Regions from separate parts of the Mus musculus genome. Here region 1 is linked to region 2. The links are chromatin contacts, called in public Hi-C maps. All regions are on one chromosome and are shown on one strand. Each heading gives the region's core, a stretch centred on a gene start, on an enhancer-like site or on the middle of the called end of the contact. The rest is flanking DNA. Distances are from core to core; before and after follow the strand shown.

Region 1 (3,757 bases), core at 492-2,991, 600 kb before region 2:
AGGATCTCCTATAATTAGAATGACAGGCAGTTGTGAGCCACCATATGGGTGCTAAGCATTGAACCCAAGTCCTTTGGTAGAGCAGATAGTGCTCTTAAGAGTTGAGCCACCTCCAGCCTTGTCTTCACTTTTTTTTTTTTTAAGCACCAGAAGTTATAGGCATTTCTGATTTTATGATTACAAATAGTTGAGGAAAGCAGAGGGGAATAATGTACTTTCTATTTAGTCAGCACCACATAATGCTGAAGGTTCAAGCGCTTACGTGTGCTGACTTTTAAGAGAGTTTTCCATGTCTCCTGGACTCTTCAGTTCTTTCGTCCATTTTTATTTGGAGGCAAGAGTTCCCTTTGGTTGGCTTACTCAGACCATCCAGGGGGCAAGGATCTAGATGAACAGAAATAGACTGCAACACAGAATCTGCTGGGAGTTAATTTTTAACAAAGATTTATTTTCATGTAAGGATACATATTTGTCTCAGTGTCTGTATGGCAGGTGTATGCAAGAACCCGTGGTATCGGATCTCCTGGAGCTGAAGTTATGTGCAGCTGTGAACCATATAACTTGGGTGCTGGGAATCGAACTCAGATCCTCAGAAAGAGCAGCAAAAGAGCTCCTAACAGGTGCTCCATCTTTCAGATCATACGTTTTTACTTGTTTCTACCAACACTCCTCTCTTAGACACAGGACTAAGAACGATTTATTCTTTACTAGAATAAAGGGGATAACTAATTAAATAACTAACGAATAAGTTAAAAAATGGTCACCCATTATTGACTCTTCTAAGGAGTCCATCCGTGTTATGTTTCCTCAAAGAACTCAGGGCCGTTTAGATTCTCTCCAAGCAAAGAGAGATCGTTTCTGCCTTAGAATAGGAAGAAGCAATGGTGACCACAATCCCCAGGATCAGAAGACCATAGAGTCATGGTAAGTTTTTAAAGTTAATAGAAAGGTAACTTCAGTGTTAAAATGGGGCCAAATAGGGATAATGGCTGCCGGGCGCCTTTGGGCTTTCCTGACTTCTCTCAGCTGCTCTCTGCTACATCCTGATGGAACCAGATCGATGACTGTGCACAGATTGCACATGCAAACATTTTCACTTGGCTCCCGACAAGAATTAAACAAACATCAACGGATGCCTAACATGTTTTCTTGAGGGCTTTTCTAGATTTTCATCGGAGGCTACGAGTTTCGTTAAAACATTCATGATTTCACTGTGCGATTTTTTTTTTTTTTCGGAAGAGCTCAGCGGAATGGGCAGACTGGGAGTTCCAGAGACTGGGAGCCAGAACTTGGAAGTCACTGTCCACCTTAAAACATCCACTGGGAGGGGAGGCGTGCAGGTGGGGCTGTGTCTTAGTTGCTGTGGTTTACGGGTGCCACAGTTACTTTTCCGCTGTTCTCTCTTCCAACACCGCTCGAACTCTCTTCAAGCTGCTTCCCTTTTTAAGACCCTGTTTCTCGCTTCCCCTTCCCTCTGGTTCCTCCCCGTGTTATTCCTCCCTTCCCCCAACCTTATTTTTGTGACTTTTCCCTCATAACAGACTCATCCCCTGCTCTGCTTAGAAACTAGTCTTTTTGTTTTTCTATGGGTCCCACTGCTTTGCTTTGCAAAGAACTGGGAATTTGTTTACACAGTTATGTTTGCACACTAAAAGCCTGCTTACTTGAATTGGCTCCCACTGTGAGACAACCTCCACTTCTGCTGCTTACATTTTTCCTACACAGGAGACATTCACAGGGCACCCAGCTGCACAAGGTGGCGCTATGTGCTCACCGACCACACATTCTAATAGTAGCTTGGTCTTGATCAGAACAAAGCTCTTTGTTTTTGTTTGCTTGTTTGTTTGTTTTTTTGTTTGTTTGTTTGTTTTAAAAAAAGAAAAGCAGCATTCTCATATAGGCAGAAGATGGCAATGTTTCCTGTTCTCTGACATGTTTCCTCAGTGTGTGTGGAGTTAATTATTGCTCCTTGGATGTGGGCTTGCAGTCTCAAACCTCCTATACCCCTTTTAGAAATGTAAAGCTCTAAAGAGAGATCCATTTGCTGGGTGCAGTTGCCCCTTTAATGTCAGCACTTGGGAGGCAGAAGCAGGCAGATCTCCAGGAGTTTGAAGACAGTCTGGTCTATATAACAAGCTCCAGGTCAGCAAGGCTATATAATGTCTCAAGGAAAGAAAAAAAATAATGATAATTACTTTCAGCAAATTGTTTATATGAAGGTCGAAATATAAATGCCAACAGTGGCTCCTCCTTAAACCTCTTCCTTAAACTACCAAAACTACTGCTGACCCATAGGTTTTCCCATTTCTCTCTAGGCATGTCCTGGATAAAACTTGGACCTCACACTTCCTCAGATCCCATCAGCTTCTTCACCCTGAAACTCCCACAGTGGACCGCCTACCCCCACCCCAAGAAGACCCAGAGAACTGTCACAGTGTTGTGGGCTCCCATTCCCATACTACATGGGTGGCACAGGCCAATTCTTTTGCTTCTCCTGCAGTGCTTAATTATACACAGACTGAAGAGCTAGGGATCGGAGGAGTAGAGATACCCAGAAGGCCCATTTTCAATAGCTAGGGTCTGAAAAGACGTCCAGGACATGATTACCACATGGCCCTGGTTGTCTGACTCATAGAGTACACTTTGTGGAATGTTGACTTAGTAAAGAAAATTAAAAAATAAAAATAAAAACCATTGGATTTCTCAGGGATTGAAGATTAAACAAAGTAATAAAGACATATATTTATAATAACAGTATAACAAGCCACATTATTGCATATGCTAGAGTTTATATAAGTCAAGTAATAGATTTGTAGGTAAGTCACAATGCCAAACAAGATCATGCAAGCATGTTATGTGTTACGAACCAGGATTAGTTCCCTGGGGCCTCTGATTTGTGGGACTTCCTCATAGCGCTCAGCTGAGGTGCTGCATGCCACCTGTGCTGAGGCTTGCCTCTGCTACACAGTTTCCAGGGTCTTGTCAATAAGTACTGACATGTTCATGCCATGCTAACCTGTGCAACAGTTTTCTGAGGGACCTGAAAGCAGGAAGAAAAACAGACTGATAAGAGAGTCCATAGAACTACTTACTCACAGTGAGGCAATTAAATTAAAAAGGCAACACGTAACAGAACTAAACAATGTCCAATGGTTGAACATGGCTTAACGGAGAGAGGCACCAATATTATCTGTTGGGTGTTTAAGTCTTCTGAGCATTAGTATGTTCTGTTCCTCTGAGGTAATGCCTTCTGTCTTCTCTCAACTGTGCTTAGGATGCCCAATGCCACCTCAGGTTCTCCTACAGTGGTTTTCTCATCCATTTAACCCCTTGAGTGATGTTGGCAGAATCCCATGTGCCCCATGGCAGTGTGCTTTTCCCATTCTCTTTCTTTCTCTTTCCTATTACTGTGTTCAGAGAAACCCCCACTCTACCAAGAGAAAGAAAGAAAGAGAGAAAGAGAGAGAGAGAGAGAGAGAGAGAGAGAGAGGGAGAGAGAGAGAGAAAGAAAGAAAGAAAGAAAGAGAGAAAGAAAGAAAGAAAGAAAGAAAGAAAGAAAGAAAGAAAGAAAGAAAGAAGGGAAAGAAATTCTGTAAGTTCACCAGGTCACAAAAGAAAAGAAAAGAAATTTAAAAAGAAGATGTAAAAATATTCCTAGTTGGGAATAGGAGAGGTATCAGTGAGAGAGACAGTAGACAATAGAGGACAATGGGGGATGGACATGACCACATGCATGATGGAGATAAACCGAAAGACC
Region 2 (3,709 bases), core at 230-2,729:
CACAGCCTGACTTTGTTTCTAAGGCCAGACTTGTTGTAACCACAAACTGTGTGAAGGCATAAATAACTGTCCCAGACCCTTCACTCTCAACATATAGACAAAATTCCTCAAGATACTTGACAAATTGGACCTAGCAAGCTACCAACATCAGGAAAAGGGTGACTTAAAATGGAAATATAGAATTAATCCATCATTAGCAAGTTAACGTATGCAAATTATTTTTTTAAAAAATGGGACAGACTTAATGCAAACTGATGCAGTCACTTGGGGAAGCATGAAGCAGTTTCTTATGAGCAAGCATGTACTGACCACACAACACAAAACCCTCTTCCTTAACTTTGACCAACAGAGAAATGAAATTGATGCATTCCCCGAACTGTCTGTAGTGGTTTTACTCATAAGCTCTAAGGATGGGTAGAAACGTGAGTGTCTTCCAGCTGGTAAATTCCTAAGCTCTGGGCAGCACTGGAGCCTTGGCTGGAATCCTGGACTCTGTGTGGGGAAAGGGCACTGAGCCACAGTGTCCATTCCCTGTTCTCTGCTTCCTTACTAGGTATGAGATGGGGTTACCTGCCCCAAGCTCTTGCCAATTTGGCTTTTCAGCCATGATGAAGAGTGCCTGTGGTATGAGCTATGAACCAGAATAAACCTTTCCTCTTTTAGATCACTCTGTCAAATAGGATTTTAGTACAGAAATGGGAAAAGAAACTAAGATATCTGTCAGCTTGGATCTGGCTTTCTATCCTCCAATCTATGGCAGTCCCGATGTGTTATTAGCATAATCCACAGGTATCCTAGGACACCATGGAAACCTTTTAACATCACTTCTCCTGAGCCCTGAATTTCATAAGGACACTGCTTCCTCTACAGTCTTCTTGCACAATTCTTGTTTTCTCTCTCAAGCCCCTATGTCACCAGGCTAGCAGGCACAGTGACTGCCCTTGCTTCTTAATGCTGCTCCCGGGTAATTGCTCTTCTCAACTCAACAAAAACTTCCAGAAATGTAAAAGCATACATAACACTAGAGTATCCATCCCTTCCAAATTCAGGCACCTACCGAGATCCTTCTGTCTGTACCCTTCACTGTCATCCCCTCCTCAGCTCCCTAAATGAACCACGCTCCTCTCCTAAACCAGCCTCCAGTTTGTCAGTTAGGTCTCTGCCTTAACCTGCAGTGAGGGATACCACTCCCACAGCTGGGTGTTAGACTAAATCATGAGCCATCTGCACTTAATCAAGTTTCAATTTCCCTTCTGTCCTAGCTGGTTTACTTCAACTTGACAAAAGCTAGAGTGATCAGAGAGGAGGGGGCCTCCATTTTAAAAATGTCTTTATGAGATTGGGCTGTAGGTAGGCAAACCTGTAGGACATTTTCTTAATTAGTAGTAGATGTGGAAGGGCTCAGCCCATTGTAGGTGGGGCCAGCCCTGGGCTGGCAGTCCTGGGTTTTTAAGAAAGCAGGCTGAATGAATCATGGAGAATAAGCCAGTAAGCAGCACTCCATAGCCTCTGCATCCGCTTCTGTTTCTGCCTTGTTTGACTTCCTGCCTTGATTTCCTGTGATGATGAACAGTGATATGGAAACATAAGCAAAGTAAATCCTTTGTCATCCAACAGTTTTTGGAAATGGGGTTTAATCATAGCAATAGTTTTCGTAATTAACACTGAGTATCACACACTCATGCATGCCTTCCCTTTGTCCAGACAATCTGTCTACAGTCTCCACTTAGGTCACTCTAGGTAAAGCAAACTTGAGCATTCTTGGTCAGGGATACTTGGCACCAATACACATCTAATTTTCTGCCTGTACTTAGGTATCCACCACAAAGACCACAGGAGGCAGCAGAGTATGAAAAGTCCTGTACAATAGTACTTTTCCCATTCCCCCATTCCCCCATTCCCCTATCCCCCCATCCCCCCATCCCCCCATCCCCCCATCCCCCTATTCCCCCATTCCCCCATTCCCCCAGAGACTCTGCACCTCATCTGCCTCATGGACCTCACTCTTTCTTGCTTGTTTCACTCTTAGCAAGCTGTCTTGTCCTGACACATTGCTGCTATTCACTCTTGACTAAACTCTTGAATCAATACCTGTGCAATAGCAGAATGATGCAGACGGCCTTCAGAATAAATCAAGGACCATGATACAGCACATGAAGGCAGAGAACGATCAGGGAAGAAGCATAGTTAGCAAAAAGAGAAGTAGATATTGCTGATTTCATCCCAGGTACATTTGTAAGAAGAAGGGTGCTAAGTGGTGGTATTGACTTGTGTCTGATGCAAAGTAGACATTTGTGCTAAAAACATCAAATAACTCAATAGATACACTATTGATAGCCTGATTCTATGACCATCATCACACACATTGCTACAGTCCATAAATTCTTGTTCTGCTGGCCCAGGAAAGCCTGACCTGGCACACATGAAAATTCTGAATAGTCTGACTGCTCCTAACATGTGTTTGATTACTACTGACTTCAACACTCATGGTTTGACTGACCCTGTAGGAGAAAACGTGGTAGATATGAAGGAAGTGGTTCCTCTAAGGAAAAAGCTACACCTTCAGAGGAGGGGTAGACACTTACAGATGAATATAATCAAGCCAGGTATGGAGGTGTATGCCTGTAATCCCAGAACATGGGAGATGAAAGCAAGAAGGCAGGAAGAGGTTCAAATCCAACCTCTACCACATCAAAAATTAAAGGCCAGCCTGGGATACATGATGAGACCTTTTCTTTAAGAAAGAAAGAAAGAAAAGATAGATAAATTCTAAAGTCATCTAAAAAGTTGGGTAGATTAAAATAATGTTCTTATAATTTAAAGGATTCTCTTTGGTGCAGGGAAGAATCTTATTCATATTTTTATTTACTTTACTATTTAATTTAAAATGTCAGATATTTTCTGAGAGCTGTGAAATATATTGAACTTCTTTGAAGTTTTTACTTAACATATTTTCTCCAGATCTCTAATACTTCAGTTAAAAATAAAAGTAACTGTTTATAGGACTACTGATTCAAAATAGATTCTAAACTCACATGACTATGTATGCTGCATAGCACACCTATTCTAGCTCAAAAGCTTTCATTTAGTTGATTGAGATGTGCTGTCTTAGTGTGTTGGAGCTCAATTTAATTCCATGCAGCAGGATGCTCCTTGAAAGATACCAAGAATTGCCCGATAAGGCAAGTACCTCTTCCTTCTATTGCTCTTCTACAATAGCCACCCCCACTAGATATCATGGCAACCAAGTCTTAAGCCCAAAGATGAGCATATATATCAGAGATTCCCAAACTACATAGCATTCTTCACCCTTAATCTAGGGATAGCTGTAAGAAGTGTTCATGTATTTCCATTTATTTCAATTTATTTTTCAAATGAATCATAACATACATCTGCCTTAAATTCACAAGTTGTACAGCACTGGAAACTTCTAATTTCTTAAAGCATGAATATCCCCAATATGTGGTTGATGAGTTAGCATATCAAATTTGTCTGACATATTTGCTCTAAGCAGAGGGTAAAACATTTGGCATTACAAATCCTGGCTTTTGTGGAAAAGAGGATTCCCTTTGATTGCTATTCTCCTTTATTACTTATGAGGAATCACAGTTCATAAATACATTTTCTGGATGGCTTAATAACTCCACGTTTTAGTTTTAAGCCTTTGGCAGACAGGTGAAAATATCCCATGAATAAGCTGTGACTAAAG

The links. Hi-C and Micro-C count contacts between places; a contact is called where the count stands out from the background.
Region 1: a Hi-C map of bone marrow-derived macrophages shows a contact between it and region 2, with 13 read pairs. The contact joins two enhancer-like sites. A contact is called at or near these places in 1 of 484 Hi-C or Micro-C datasets (bone marrow-derived macrophages), 3 of 115 datasets of contacts at active chromatin or transcription factors (bone marrow-derived macrophages, cardiomyocytes and pancreatic cancer cells) and 1 of 9 other capture datasets (bone marrow-derived macrophages).

The regions. Positions count from the first base shown.
Region 1 is chr12:35,883,070-35,886,826 of GRCm38.p6, reverse strand. No RefSeq gene overlaps it. Among named protein-coding and RNA genes, the nearest start is that of Agr3, 41 kb to the left of the region's middle. Within about 2 kb of position 1,741, at least 32 of the 459 cell types and tissues checked have an H3K27ac peak or open chromatin away from gene starts, as enhancers often do. A contact at or near this core is called in bone marrow-derived macrophages, where this site is marked.
Region 2 is chr12:35,284,936-35,288,644 of GRCm38.p6, reverse strand. No RefSeq gene overlaps it. Among named protein-coding and RNA genes, the nearest start is that of Mir680-3, 92 kb to the right of the region's middle. Within about 2 kb of position 1,479, at least 36 of the 459 cell types and tissues checked have an H3K27ac peak or open chromatin away from gene starts, as enhancers often do. A contact at or near this core is called in bone marrow-derived macrophages, where this site is marked.